2 separate regions of the Zea mays genome follow, and region 1 is linked to region 2. A link is a contact called in public Hi-C data. All regions are on one chromosome and are shown on one strand. Each heading gives the region's core, a stretch centred on a gene start, on an enhancer-like site or on the middle of the called end of the contact. The rest is flanking DNA. Distances are from core to core; before and after follow the strand shown. Region 1 has its middle 4.2 kb from the start of TRNAD-GUC. Region 2 holds the start of LOC100285251 (transcription initiation factor TFIID subunit 11).

Region 1 (7,528 bases), core at 3,211-5,710, 180 kb after region 2:
ATCCACCCTCGACAACTCATCCTACTGCCATCCCTCCCTGTCTGCTGCTGATGCTTCTGATCTGGTTCTAGTACTAGTGCTAGTACGTTTGATAAAGTGCCAGTACGTAGTACCAGTGCTATCTAGTACAAGTACTTGAGCTAAGAGAGTGTTAATACACCAGACGACTATGCTAGCTACTCTCCGATTTTGACGAGTTGGAAGTTTATTAACAAAAAAACATTAGCAACACATGTCCAGGGCTACAACTACATGACTGCACTGTGCAATAACATTATGTGCCTCCGATGATCATGGCGATGTGCGACGCTCAGAACTGCACTAGACTTGATTTAAGGAGAATGCACCAAGCTGCTATACCCGACGGATACCCGATATCCGCCCGATACCCGATGGGTACGGGCACGGGTACAAAATTTTACCCGTGGGTATAGTCATGGGCGGATATGGATAATCCCCGCGGGTATGGTCGCGGGCGGGTATTTACTCTACCCGATCCGAACCCGACCCATTGCCATCCCTATCCAGAGGTGCTGGACATGGACTGCTGGCTGGCATGCATATAGACATAGGCAAGAAGGTGGCCTGCTTCGGAAAGGCGCAACCACCACGCATTTAAAGTCGTTGGGCTGTACAAGTCAACGTCGCAAATATATATTTGGATGATGCATGATCAGCGTAGTGCCGCTGCCGCTGGGCAGGTGGCAGTCGTGCTTGCGTGCCCAGCCGGGAAACCAGAACATGCACGACTCAGTTTTCCTTTGACAGAACGCGCCTGAACTCAGGGATATCTCACGAAACCTGAACACGATTCAGCGTTTCTTCAGCCAGTCCACCGGCGGCATCTCGCAAGCAAGCCTCTCTTTTTTTCTTCTCAAGCCAGAACATGTATATATACGTCCAAGTAATAACCCCCCAACAACGCAGACCTCGAACCGTCGTCGGACAGTATGTCTATAGCTGCCTTTTTTTTTTGCATCTCATCTTCAGAAGGTGTGGATCAAGTAATTAACTTGGCGATCGAGCGTGGCATCCGACACCGACAGTACGTCTATAGCTGCCTTTTGCATCTTGTGCACAGTGGACGCAAAGCCTTCCACCAGCTTCCTGCTTGTAGTAGTGCAGGTCTGCTACTATCAACTCTGGTGTACAGAAGAGGGTTCCTGCAGGCGTATATATGTGCCTGAGATGGTCGACGACTGCTGAAGCTAAGGTGATCTTGACGCTCGGTTTGCATCGATCCTTTTTCTGCATCGTCGAGGTTAGAGATGATTCCCATCGGGGTTGTATTAGGCTCGTCCGTATGAACGACTGCGACAGGGTCTATATCACCGAGAAGACAATCCTAAGAATCTTAGGACGACAAGTTAAGGATAAGTGTAAAATTAAATTAAATTAAATTATACCACCAAGATCACTCTAGTACGAAGCTAGTACGTACTAGTGGTTTTGGCGGAGGAGATTGGCGCTACGTCAGGGATCACAGCTGAGAAGGCGACGTGTGGTCCAAGTGGCAGCTGACCAAATTTTCTGAAAGTAATTGCGGTTATTACACAATGCCTGATGAATTACCGTACCATGCATGCACCGAGGATTTATCTATCTACTGAATTCGCGTGCTCCGATAGTCCGATCCTCCGCTGCTGGTAATAACTGTTTTCCTTTGCTGTACGACGACCTCAGATATACGCCGGCGGCCTCTGTACGCAGTGACAGAACATTTTTTTTTCTATTTTAGCCATTTTTCTAAAAAAATCCGGACGACTTATTGTCGTTTTTATACCCTTTACTTGTCGTCATAGTTAGCTAGCTATTGATTGAATGTGTATGTTTATGTCATCTATCGTGCAGTTTTCTATATTGGTTAGTGTGCATGATAACCATTGTGTTGTTGTTTCTTTGCAATTTTTAGAAACCTTACCATATAGGGGAGGTGTTGCCAAATTTTTTACTGAGTACTATATTTTTTTTGTAGATTGGAGTCTGTCCGACTCGACGTTCACCACCGGTAGCTTGACTCATCCGCGATCTCAGGTATACTTTGTCTTCGTACATTATTCATAGATTATGTAATTCTTTTTGATATGGTCATTTAATAGTTAATATATAGTTATTAGTTAGTAAGTAGTTATTACTTAGTAAGTATTTAGGTATTAGTAGATTAGTAGATGGGGATAGTAATTAGCTAGGCATTAGTTGATAGTGTTAGTCAGGTACCATCTTTAATGGTTATTGAGTTATGAATTCGTGCTTACAATATATGGACACCCTAGTGACACTATACCATAGAGGAAGCGTAGAGGAAGATGTTTATGAAAAATGTTAGTTTTGATGGAATGAAGAAGGTGACGGTTATGTTTGATGAAAGGCCCTCTTTTAGCCCGATTATCTCTAGGGCTTGTGAGGTGATTTGTTGCAATTTAAATGACCCTAGCATATCAATTGAGGGTTTATTGTCCCATGTTGCATCAGGAAAAATATTCCAAGGGTTGATCCCCATTGGCTCTGAAGATGACTGGGTGAAATATGTCAAAATTGTGATGACGGTTCTTCCTCTATGTTTGGATCTGGTCGTGTGAAAGTTAACCATTAATCATTTTGAAGCTCCAGTCGAGTTATCTCCACAATTGCCCAATGCATCTCCTTGTCCGACCGTCCGGAAGAAGTGGTTGCTGTGGCGAATGCTCAATAGGCTCCGACTGAGGTTGGAATTTCTTGTCCAGTCTGTGGTGATTGTGGGGCCTCCAATTCTGTGGTAGCCCCCAGGAGATCCCTTTGACCCAGGATCATCCTAGTAAGTGTCTTTGTCACGCTAATCCTACGCACCGTTAATTCCTTTGACGAGACTTTAATGTAGTATTTGCTCCTTCGGCGCAATGCAGGAGGTCCACAGCTAGACAATGTTGCTTATCTTCATATGCCACTATCATCCAACATGGACCACACATGCAGGGCGTCAAATAGTGTTGATGTTCAGATAGAGGATGGGGAGGAGCCATATGAGGCTGCACGAGCCTTAGATTCTGATGACGATCGTCCAGTTCAAGAATTGATCGAGCAAGAAATAGAATTCATCATACGTTTGTGTCCTGAACATGACCCCACAGTACATGAATTTAGCAGTCTCAGACATTCCCATGGTGCATATGCAGAAGGACGAGATGATGAGCTGCTAGAGGCTCCTGATAACAGTGATAGCATTGTGATTAAGAAGGGCTTGATCTTTAAGGACTTGCCTACACTTAGAAGGTGGCTACAGGAATATTCTGTGAAGTGTAAGATATCATTCAAGGTAAGACATTCGTATGCACATCGACGTTACACAGTTCTGTGCGAGGTGTCGGATTGTAATTGGAGGGTATGTGCCCGCAAGCAGAAGGCAACTGGAAAATTATAGGTGCACACACTTGTGCCCAGATGGAGCTGAACTCTAAGCACCGACAGTTCACATCTACCCTCATTGCGAAAAGGCTTTTGGTGAAATTGAAGGGTCAACCAAATTTGAAGGTGAAGTCAATTATGACCATGACTTGGGAGTTGTTCGGTTACAGGATAAAGTATGGGAAAGCATGGAGGGCAAAGAAATGGGCATGGAAGATGATATATGGGGATTGGGAGGAGGGTTACAAGAAGTTCTCAGTGTTGTTCAATGCAATGAAAGCAAAAAAACCCAGACATGCATTATGAGTACATCCCTAAACCCAACGAATGGAGGAATGTCAGAGTGATATTCTTCTGCGCTTTTTGGTGTTAAGAGTACAACAACACACGACCCGTCAAAAGGAGCCATATCGGCATGCCGCACGCAGGCACGCTCCAAGACTGACCCAAGAGGGACCCACCGCGCACTACAGTATATGGCATTAGTTGAAGAACTCTCTTTCATGTAAGGACCGTCTCTTATAGTATAAAAGAGAGTCCCTCTCCCCTTTACACAGACAAGCACACCTGCTGTAACACGCCTTGAAGCAATACTATGATCAGCACTCACTGGACTAGGATGAAAGTCTAAACCAGTATAACACCAGTGTTTTAGTTCCTTGCTCGGATCCCCGTGATCCACCATTCAGAGTGAGTTCGCGCTTGCATCTCCCGTCGAACCCAAATATATTGTCCCCTAGTTTCCAAAACCATGACACGACTGATTTATATGACTTCCTAGTTCGGCGTCAAGATCTGTGGCGCCGACCTAGAGGTCACGTCGGCGCCGCGTCAGCCCTCGCTTGCCAGCGAGGCAGGTATCTTGGCGCCACAGCATGTAATGTCGAAATGTGTTAACTCGGCGCTACAACATGTGACGCCGAGCAAAGAGTCCAAAAAAGGAATTAAATCACCGTGAGAATTTTTGAAAAAATGGCTAAAATTTAAAAAAATCGGGACAGAACACGCCCACTATGTACGTAGCAGCTGTCCAGCGGGCTGGCCTGGCCCAGCATTGATGGTGGAGCTGATACCACGGCGTCGTGTCGCGCGAGCATCGATCGCAGATCCGCCAAACAAGCGCTCGTTTTTGGAAGGGAGGGCGTGAAGCGCGCGTATCCATCTGCTGCACATGCACATGCTGTCGCGCACTACGCGCGTATTGGCGTGGCTAGGTGGGACAGAGCACCAACAAGCTCTACGCGAGTACACCATACCTAGAGCCAGTGTGTGAATAAGTATGGACTGTTTAGCCTAGCTCTCAAAAAATTTGGTAGATTTGTTAGAGCAGGTTATTAGATGCTCTAGAAAATCGTAGAGCTAAAATTGTAAGCATGTAAAAATACATTTAGATAAATCATTTTATTTATCATTTAGGTTAAAAATACTTTTAGAACTAATTAAATTGATATTATAATCTACAGCTCCACATTAGAGCTGAAACCTAGAGCCATCACAAACATCCCCTGTATATGCCAATCCCGTGACATTTCTTCAGAGAGTCATATACTACGTAATACAGTGATCATATGACGGGTAACTGTGGTCGCTTGATAGTTTTGCGCGATAGAGCTTGTGTCTAAATCCTCGCGTGTTCATGTGCTCGGTGATCGCTTAGCAAGACAGGCAAAACGATTAAGCCCCTTCCTTATCTTAGGATTTAGGGCGGATGTATTCCGCCACCCGGCCAGAAAATTCTCTCTCCAAGTGTCATATATATATGCATAGAAGCATCTACGACGATCCAGTTCCGATCCTTTTACGCTGCTCAGCCATTGATCGGTTGAGGTACGTACTGCTGTTCATGTTCGAACTGCAGCAACCATGTTCGTTACTGTTATACATATACATATATGCTTATATATATATGCTAATAGCACCACATGCATGCAATGGTCGATGCGCAAGTATATTGTTAGGTGCTTTAAGCAGCCTTAAAACTGTACGGTCGTATAAGTATATGTACTTTTAGGACCAGTTTGACAACCATATTTTTCTAAGAGATTTATAATTTATTTTTTACTTGGAAATATAATAATCCCTTGAGAAAACGGACTTGCCAAACTAGACCTTAATAGCTAGGGCACTGTTCACTCAAGTCACATGCACGCCGAGCGTCTGGTGGAGTGCAAATGTGCAATGCAAGTGTGCTGTACTATGCATGCTCCCTTCCTGCACCTCTTCTCAGCTTGCTTCCATCCATGGCCCCAGCACAGCAGGCCGGCATAGCTGATCGGGCGAGCCGAGGGGCATGCAGCAGGCGAAGGGCTGAGGTCGCAGGCAGCAGCACAGGGTAGACCGGTAGGGCAGCGCGTGTGGTGCCAATGCCCAACGCCAGTCGAAGAAAGCAAAGGCATAAAGGCGGCCTCCACGGCCCATGCATAAATGAGGCACCAACACAACAGTGGCGTTGCATGCATTCGACCCTGCACAGCCGCTGAATATTCCCTGCCGCGGGGCATGCATTAACGGCCACAGTTTTGAATGGACAAAGCACGCATCCGATTCTGCAGGGGCGCATTTGCATTGTAGTAAAGACCACAGAGACACAGCGCGTCCATCGATACTTGATCGTCGTCCACGCACGGCCAGCCGGCTAGGCAAAGCACTGCATGCATGCATGCATGCGTCTAGTGCACCGGAGACCATGCATATCCAGCTGCAGGGCTCCAGCAAGCGTGTCCAATGGGGCTACACAAGGACATATAGAGTCATATATAAGAGAGAGAGAGAGAGAGAGAGAGAGAGAGAGAGAGAGAGAGAGAGAGAGAGAGAGAGAGAGAGAGAGAGAGAGAGAGAGAGAGAGTAAAACATGCATGCTTGTGATGTCAAACAGTGGTACACGCTGCATGCATGCCTTGGCTCTTCAATGCCCTTGACCATCTAGAAAGCAGCAGGAGGAGCTTCCATATCATGGATGCATGCATGTGTGTGTTTGTTGGAGGCCAGAGCCAGATCCCTCTTCGTCTCTTTTTAGGCTGCGTGAAGCTTCTGGGGCTATACGGTCTATATCCATCCTCGTTAGTACTAACCTTTACGGCTCTGGCAGTATTTATCTACCACAGCGTTTTAGTGCATACTAACCTTTACCGTCAGTTAATGGCCACCTTTTCGCGACATAAACTTTTTCTTTTATAGTCTTCTAGTCGACATGAAGTACTATGTTTTACTGATATTCAAATACATCCGATTATACGCTTATTAGCGAATGGAAATGACAACAATTAAAAATTACATAACTCAAGCATAATAATAAAAAAACCACATAATCTATAAATAAAATCACATAACTTTTAAGCATAAAAATAAATAATAAATAATTTATAAACAAAATATAATTTGTAAGAGTAGATTCTATGATTTATTTTGATTATTTCCAAATTTTTTTTGAACTACAAATGGTTTAAACTATCTAACTGGCTTGACACATGCATGCACAAATAAAAAAACGTCATACCACTAAATTTGGTGGTTACCAATTGATTTGTCCGATATCGTGTTGGTATCGACCGGTTTGGCTGCAACGTGGTCGAAACCGACCGATTTAAACGGTCGGTGCTGGGGGCCTCTATCGCCGAAGATCCTCAAAACCCATTTAACATTAAATACATTTCAGATACTACACAAAATAGAAGCTCCTTCGGAGAAGCTTAAAAACTAGAAAGGAGAAGCTCTTTCGGAGTAGCTTAAAAACTAGAAAAGAGAAGCTCCTTTGGAGAAGCTTAAAAACTAGAAAGGAGAAGCTCTTTCGGAGAAGCTTAAAAACTAGAAAACAGAAGCTCCTTTGGAGAAGCTTAAAAACTAGAAAGGAGAAGCTTCATAGCACTAGCCACGAAGGTATGTGTCGAAGGAAGCTTTGGCCAAGACATAATGAAGATCAAAGCAGAGAAGAAGATGAGAAATCCAAGAGACCCGATCGTCGGGGCAAGTGAAGAAAAAAAATACTTCATTACCCCTGTTATTCATTAGTCCAATTGTATAGTTTTGTGGGCATGATTGTAATTTTATACGAAGCTGTATCTCGCGACTATAAATAGAGGAACAATGCCATGTATTTGGGGACGAGCTGAAGCTTGGGAAACTGATCCGCTCCGTCTCCGAAGATACG
Region 2 (7,682 bases), core at 126-2,625:
TCAGTTTCTGAATGATGACATTGACCTCGACGATGACATGGAGGACCTAGACTCAGATGCCGGTCTTGACCTGGAAAGCAGTGGGGAGATCGTGTATGCTATTTGACAACATTGAATACTTTGTTGTGTCGTAGGTTACCAAGATAATTAGAGACAAGGGGCAGGTTGTTGTGCTTGCAAGTATCTGTTGCAGCTGTTGTTCATGCCTGATGTTGATGCCTCTTTTCATACTGTTGTGTTTGGATGGTGTACCACCAGTGTTTTACAACAGTTTGGCCCTTGGAATTGCTATTGCTAAAACTTGGTTCCTCTGAGAAGACCTTTTGTTTTTGTATTCCCAGTCGAGGGACGGTGAAGTACTTATATTATTACAAAATTGTTTTTTAGTATAACACATATTTATACATAAGTTATCATGATATTATATGTTCCCGTTGCAACGCACGGGCACCCAACTAGTATTATATAAATAAGAAGGGGAAAAAGTACAAGCTTTGCCAGCGTACGCGCGTCCATCGAGACGTACAGTACCTACCGAGTATCAGGATCGCCGACGCGTGAGCCGGTGAGCGTGAGGTCAGAAGCGTGCCAAAACGGCCAACACTGAGGTGGAGGGTGATAGCACAGTACTGGTGGGTGCGGATGTTGGTGTGGACGTTGGATGATGGCCGCGCAGTTGGACGTGTGAGGAGAGATCTTCCTAGCACCTAGAATCTGCCGTGGTTCTTGGTTATGGTCAAACAGCTTGTGAATATGTCTGTCTGTACAAAACAAAGTTGTTTTTTGCATTGTAGACGGTACGGTTTGCAGAGTGAGATTTGAAAAATGAGAGATGTTGATGAGTAATATGTTAAAGATAACCTAAGAAAACATTATCATCGTATTATGTATGCATTAGGAATTAGAATGTTCCGCCTATGAATTATATTAGTGGATGCACTGTCATGATTAGAGGTGTTTGGTTTTTAGTGACTAATTTTTAGTCACTCTATTTTGTTCTATTTTAGTATCTAAATTGTCAAATACAAAAACTAAAATTTTAGTTTTCATATTTAGCAATTTAAAAACTAAATAGAATAAAATAAATTGACTAAATCGCTAGAAACGAAACAGCCCCTAGTTGTTGGCATAAAGCCTAATGGGCTAGACTCCCATCCACATTCGGTAATCGGTATCATGCGCGATCCAGCCCATAATATATTTTTTTTCTTTTTTGCTGAAAGGAAGCCCATGGTTAGTTACTAGCACGTCATCAGCCCCCGAGCTCTGTGGGCCGAACCTATCGAAACACGCAAGATGCCCAACCCTAGCTACGCCCTACGGCCGAAGTGTCCATAAAAACCGACGCGCCAACTCCTAGGCCCAACCAACTTGCCGACCGCAGGAATCCAGCCGACCCAGCACTTCCCCGGTTCCTCCCAGCAGAGTCTTCTTCTCTGCATCCGTTCCGTTCCCCGGCCTCTCGCACATCCACCGCCACCGAGCCGCGTGCGTCTTCCATGAAGGACCCGTTCGAGGCGGACGTCGAGGAGCAGGACTCGCCGCCGGAGTCGCCGGCGCCGCCCGAGGATGAACCCGGCGCCGCGGGCCCTGCGGAGGACCCCGAGGACTACGACGGCGGCCCGCCCCCGCGCCAGCCGTCTGCCCCGGCGTCTCACGCAGCCGGTGCCAAGGCCAAGGCCCGTGTCCATAGGGAGCAGCAGGAGGATGACGACGAGGACGAGGACCAGATTGAGGTCGACCTCGAGAAGCTTCCCAGCAGCACTGGCGACCCAGACAAGCTCGCTAAGATGAAGTTCGTGCTTGAATATGCCTTGTCTGTTCAATTTTTCGATAACGCAAGTCACACTGCCTTGTTATACGTACAAATTCGCTGGTTCTTCGTAATTTGAATAATTCTCTCAGTAGATATGCCGTATGCGCTCGGGGAGGACTGCAAGCCAGCGAACCCTAATGCTGATTTTGTCAACCACACGCCTTATTACTAGTAGTCTTTTGTTAATTTTCCGTAATACTAGTTGTGCTTTCTTACATAAATATAAACAAATAGGTCTATCACTGGATCAGCAAGTTGGTGAACCCTTACTCTGCTTTTGTTAAACTCAAACACGCAGAAACCAATTACACATAACAAAGCTAGCCGCTCTCAACTGAATCATGCTACAAGGTCAATATTAGTGTTAGCATCGTTTGCCCTTATCTTTTGTATGAGTATTTGATAGTAGACTTGTTTCCATTATCGTTTGCCCTTATCTTTTGTATGAGTGTTTGATAGTAGGCTTGTTTCCATTATTGTTGGTATTTAGAAAGTTATTTTCTGAATTACTACTATGTATTGGCGGTTGATGAGAAAAATACCACGGTTCGCACCTGTTTTTTATATTCCCTAGTACATAAAATGGAGATTATTCATTGTCGGTACCCTGAATCAGGGGTATCCCTTACTACAGTATGAAGACACGATACCCGTGCGGCTATCTCTAGCCGCGCGGTGAACAACACCCGACCCCAGCACGTGGGCAGTCCCAAGGACACCATGTGGACAGAAGAGGTGGTATACTCCAGGATACCATCAGTAGGTTCGGACCTCCTCAAGAAAGCGCCGGACCCCTGTACACATAGCTCGGACCTCCGGGTACGGTCCGGGACTCCCAAGTAAGCAAGCCGGATCCCTTGGATGAGGTCCGGACCCCTCTGAGTAAGGTCCAGACCACCCAAGGTCCCGGGACAGGGAATACCCTGGCCTAGGTCAAGGACAGGCGAGGGTCCGGAACTGACACGTGCCCAGGCTTTATCCAGTGCGCTTCCACTCCCCGCTCAGGCGAAGGCCCGATGCTACCACGTGGACTATCGCCCGTGACGTAAGCCAGGGGGCGGAGCCTGACGTAAGGCCTCTGGGCCGCGCTGCCTCTGCATTTATTGCGGAGAAGACGCGCCGCTTGTCTATCCCGCTGACAGACGATGTGCCCCCTCAGCATTTAATGTGTCCTGTCCACTCCGCTGGCAGGCGGCGTCCAAGCCATCCTACAGGCGGCGTGCCTGTCTAGTCCATTGTCAAACAGTATGCCCGTGTTGCGAGGTGCACTGTGTCCATCATCACTTGTACGTTGCCAGGGAAGCTTCCCCTGCACGCCAATACTACGCAGATCACGGATGTCAGGGCGCAAGAAGATTGCTCCAGCAACGAACATTAATTGCTACAAGTATTACATCCGTTATGTTCCTGGGCCCACATGTCGGGGCTCAGTACCCTTGTACGTGCCCCCCTTAGCTATAAAAGGGGAGGCATGCACCGTTACAACACAAGCTCACTTAAGCACACTTAGACGCTCACAAGTTCATACAAGCTCAATACATTACACAGTGGAGTAGGGTGTTACGCTCCGGCGGTCCGAACCACTCTAAATCCTTGTGTGTTCTTGTGTCCTCCCCATTTTCCAACTAACAAGCAAAACGCTTAGACCCCTCCTCATCTAAGGATTTAGGGCGGGTGCGTTCCACCACCCGGCCGGAGATTTCCTCTCCGACATTCATACTTTCTTGTATCGATTACTAAATTCTATGTCTATGTTCTAACTGTGTCCTTTGTCAGTGCTATACTGTCCCAATTTACACAACAGCAGATGAACCGTTATGAGTCATTCCGAAGATCTGGATTTCAGAAATCTAACATGAAAAGGGTATGGCTTCACTTATTAATCATAGAAATGTAGCAAAAATGCAAATACCCACTTACATTACAGCTCCATTCCTTACACCTAACACTTGTAGGTGTGAGTCCATAAGGAATTGAGATGCAAGTGGATATTTGAACTTTGAAATTCCCTGACTTGTAGCGGTGTCTTTTCTATTTTCCTATATCAAATGATCTAACCTCATGCATTATTTATATTTCTCCCAGTATTCCTCAATAATTGAATTTGTAAATGAATATATGAAACACATTAGTGCTAGCTGCTAAAGAACTAAGTCGTGTAAAAAATACTTTGCTCAAGATGCCTTATATGAAACACATTGAGATGGTCGTGTATGTTACATGTATTGATTTTTATTTTTCCTATAAAATTGCTTGGATAACTACTTGGTGGGTAGTTTTTAGCTTGTTTTCTTCATCATGTTGTACTCTGAAAGTTTCATGTCCATACCAATTAATAAATAGGATAGAGGGTGTATGATAACAAACTTGAATATTTTTGTCATGTATTTGGTATTGAGTAGCTCAACCAGTCTGCAACCAGATTTGTAGTGTTGATCCATATTGTGTTTACTTACAGCTGTTGGCAAGCATCACTGGAAGTCAGAAGATTTCTATCCCTACTTCAATTGTGGTATCGGGAATCGCCAAAATATTTGTTGGTGAGCTAATTGAAACAGGCAAGTTCAGAATAGTCGTGTTGTTTACTTTGTTTCTATGGAATCGAATCTGCTACAGCGTTGCTGAATTGTATGTTTTGTACTTTGTCTAAGCATGATAGTGAACCTACAGCTGTAATCTTAACTAGTATGATTTTGTGTTTTAGTTTGCCTTTTGTTTCTGTTTGGAATCAGAGGCCCATTTTCTTCTTTCCACCTCACTATGTTACAAGGAACCTGCTAGCAGAGCAGACTTTAGGTTTGACAAAAGTCTTCAGGGTGGATTTCTTGATTGTTGTTTTCCCTTAACAATTTCATCGTGTGTATTGCAGCAAGAGTGGTCATGAGCGAGAGGAAGGATTCAGGACCCATTAGGCCTTGCCACATCAGGGAGGCATACAGAAGATTGAAGCTTGAAGGGAAGATCCCACGGCGATCTGTTCCTAGGCTCTTCCGCTAGAATTGAAGCATGTATATTACACATGTGTCTGGAGTCCTGACAGATGTGTGCCATGAGGTGAGGAGTTTCTAGTACCAGCTTGTTGCAGTTTCTGGACAGAAACCTGACCAGACTCTCACAGCTTCTGTTGAGAAATCCTGTCAAATGTCATATCATCTTTAAGATGGAATTAGAAAGAGTTAAAACGTCCCTACCACGGGGCCTAAAATCGCCTGGGGTTGTTATTTGTACTGAGGGCTACTTTGAAAACCTCAAATCCCCTTCGGGATTGGAGGGGATTGAGGTGGAAATGAACTAATTTTCTCTTGAGTTTCCAAACTAGCCCTCTGTGATTGTGTAGAATCTGATTTCCATGCGCTATTTGGATGCAAGAGTTGAGTGGCGTGTTATTGTTCACATTATGGTGTGTTTGGTTAGGGAGTCAAATAAGATGGAGAGCGGCTCCATTCTAGTTTTTGAGAATTGAGCTATTTTATTCTGTGTTTGGCAAGTAGAACAGAACCGCTCTATTTTTTGATTGGTTGAAGAGCAGAATAAAGCGGAGCCGCTCTATTTATTGTTTGGTCGATCGTTTTGGTGGAGCGAGGCATCCCAAATAATTGCCATATATAGACTTCTGTTTTGGTGGAGCGAGAGCATCCCAAATAATTGTCATATATAGACTCGAGACTCAGCTCTCCTCTGTTGGAAACCAAACATCTAAAAAATAAGAATGTAGCCGCTCTATTCCTCTCCGCTCCTCAATCAAACACATCATATATGTGCCTTTCCAGTACTAGATAGAGACTAGAGGTCGGTTGTTAACATTTTGGTGCTCCTTTTAGGCTAACTTCAACCATTTCCCCTTCCAAACAAGCTCATTCGTACTTTCTATTCTTATTTTCTATTCTTATTTAAATAGTCTCTCCTTAACTATTTTTCTGTCTATTTCATCTCCTCTCCATCATTTACTCTTTAACCGAACTATTTAACTTTTCTATATTAGTTTTTACAGTTTTTAAAATACTATTATATTTGAGTACCATAATACATATTATTATTAGGTAATTAAACTTAAAATGAGTTAATTTGGCAATTAAATGTATCGATTCATGGAAGGGAGAGATTAGAGCTCCTCTTCCATTGGGGGATTCACCGTCCCCTTGCATTCAGGGTTAGTGGCGGGAGGGGGAGCCATTGCTGCTAGCCGGGGCGTCGGAGCTCACCCTATAGGCTACAGCTGAATAGGGGAGAGCTCCCTACCGTTAAAGATTGTACCCTATTTTTCAAGTGATTTCTATTTTCCTAAGAAAAAATTAGTTTATTTTTCCTTTGGAAAATAAGAATTCCTTTGAAAAATGAAGTTGCCAAACTAGCTCTTAACGGTGCATACTCTTCGATTTGGAGTGGCGACTCGTTCTGACAAAGCGCTCAGACTCAAATACATGCAGCGGTGATGAAAGCAGTGATTGAAAACACTTGTTGCGGGCAAAAGTAGGAAACTTGCAACAGGATTTGTGAAGAGATCGACAGCTTTGGCCAGGCCTCCCCAGATGGTCGGATCTTTGCAGATTAATGTGTTCGTCATTCATTATGCTGATGATGATGCCAATCGTATTATAGGTGCGGTGTAGGCAAGGATATACCTTAATTTCGTGCTGAGCCAAGCAAATCAAACATAGGGAAGAACTAAGAAAATAGACCAGAAACTTCATATGCTTTGTGGATTTACTACTTTTAGGCAGGCGAATTTGTTGATCAATGATTTCCAGACCTAGCGAAACCTTGAGAAGGGTATCTCCGAAGACAGCCGGAATCGATTGAACTTCCTCGTGATCATAGATATGCGAACATGTTGAAGATAGATGTACAACGAGCTCAGGAGATGTGTCGATTGTCGTAGGCAGGCACAAACACTAATGTATGGCTATTGCCACTCGAGTCTAATGAATCATAAGCATACATGGACGCCGATTTAAGACTAGCGCATCCAATACATATGAATTCGATCACAACAAGAACACGGTAAATCGACAAAATCGATTGACAAGTCGGCTAGACTGATTCAACATCTGTTCTTTGCCTCATAGACTTTCAAACACCTCACAGAAAGATTTATCGAACAAGGACACGTAGAGGTTGTCTTATGACAAATAAAGCTAGCTAAAAACATCGTAAAGTCTTGCCGGGAGACATGCCGAACAACAATATTGTCGGCGTTTCGAGACCGGGGGGTCCCTAAGCCGACGAGTGAATGTGTCGCGTGCCCCAGCCCAGATGGGTCGAGCGCGTGGGCGAGCGCGAAGGGGGGAAGCGAGGTGGCCGGAGACGGGCGTGAGAGAGGTGGAAATCCCGTGGCCTTCGTGTTCGTCCCGCGCCCAGGTCGGGTGCGCTTGCAGTAGGGAGTTACAAGCGTCCACGCGGGTGAGGGAAGCGAGCGGCCCCAAGAGAGCGCCTGTCTCGTCCTCGTCCCCGCGCGGCCAACCCTCTCTAAGAGGGCCCTGGTCCTTCCTTTTATAGGTGTAAGGAGAGGATCCAGGTGTACAATGGGGGTGTAGTAGAGTGCTACGTGTCTAGCGGGGGAGAGCTAGCGCCCTAAGTACATGCCAATGTGGCAGCCGGAGAGATCTTGGCACCCAGCTGGTGTGATGTCGTGGCTGTCGGAGGAGCAACGGAGCCTGGCGGAGGGACAGCTGTCGGAGCGGTTGAGTCCTTGCTGACGTCCTCCTGCTTCCGTAAGAGAGCTGAGAGTCGCCGTCGTCACAGGGCTTGCGGGGCGCCATCATTGCCTATCTGGCGGAGCTAGCCAGATGGGACACCGGTCTTGTTCTCTGCGGCCCGAGTCGGCTCAGGGTAGGGTGATGATGGCGCTTCCTGTTGACGTGGCTGG

What was found. A called contact is a pair of places that touch in the nucleus more often than the background predicts.
Region 1: a contact with region 2 is called in a Hi-C map of tassel, with 1.8 times the contacts expected there. The contact joins the enhancer-like site here to the promoter of LOC100285251 in region 2. A contact is called at or near these places in 2 of 25 Hi-C or Micro-C datasets (ear and tassel).

What each region holds. Positions count from the first base shown.
Region 1 is chr8:155,200,576-155,208,103 of Zm-B73-REFERENCE-NAM-5.0, forward strand. No RefSeq gene overlaps it. Among protein-coding and RNA genes, the nearest start is that of TRNAD-GUC, 4.2 kb to the left of the region's middle. Within about 2 kb of position 4,461, at least 12 of the 20 cell types and tissues checked have an H3K27ac peak or open chromatin away from gene starts, as enhancers often do. A contact at or near this core is called in ear and tassel, where this site is marked.
Region 2 is chr8:155,026,524-155,034,205 of Zm-B73-REFERENCE-NAM-5.0, forward strand. LOC100285251 (transcription initiation factor TFIID subunit 11) reads left to right here and starts at 1,376. Exons shown (of 4, transcript NM_001301600.2): 1 at 1,376-1,795; 2 at 3,593-3,680; 3 at 4,275-4,374; 4 at 4,686-5,132. The coding sequence starts at 1,500. The coding sequence ends at 4,813. LOC103636181 (phospholipase D alpha 1-like) reads left to right here. Exons shown (of 11, transcript XR_002264556.1): 11 at 1-334.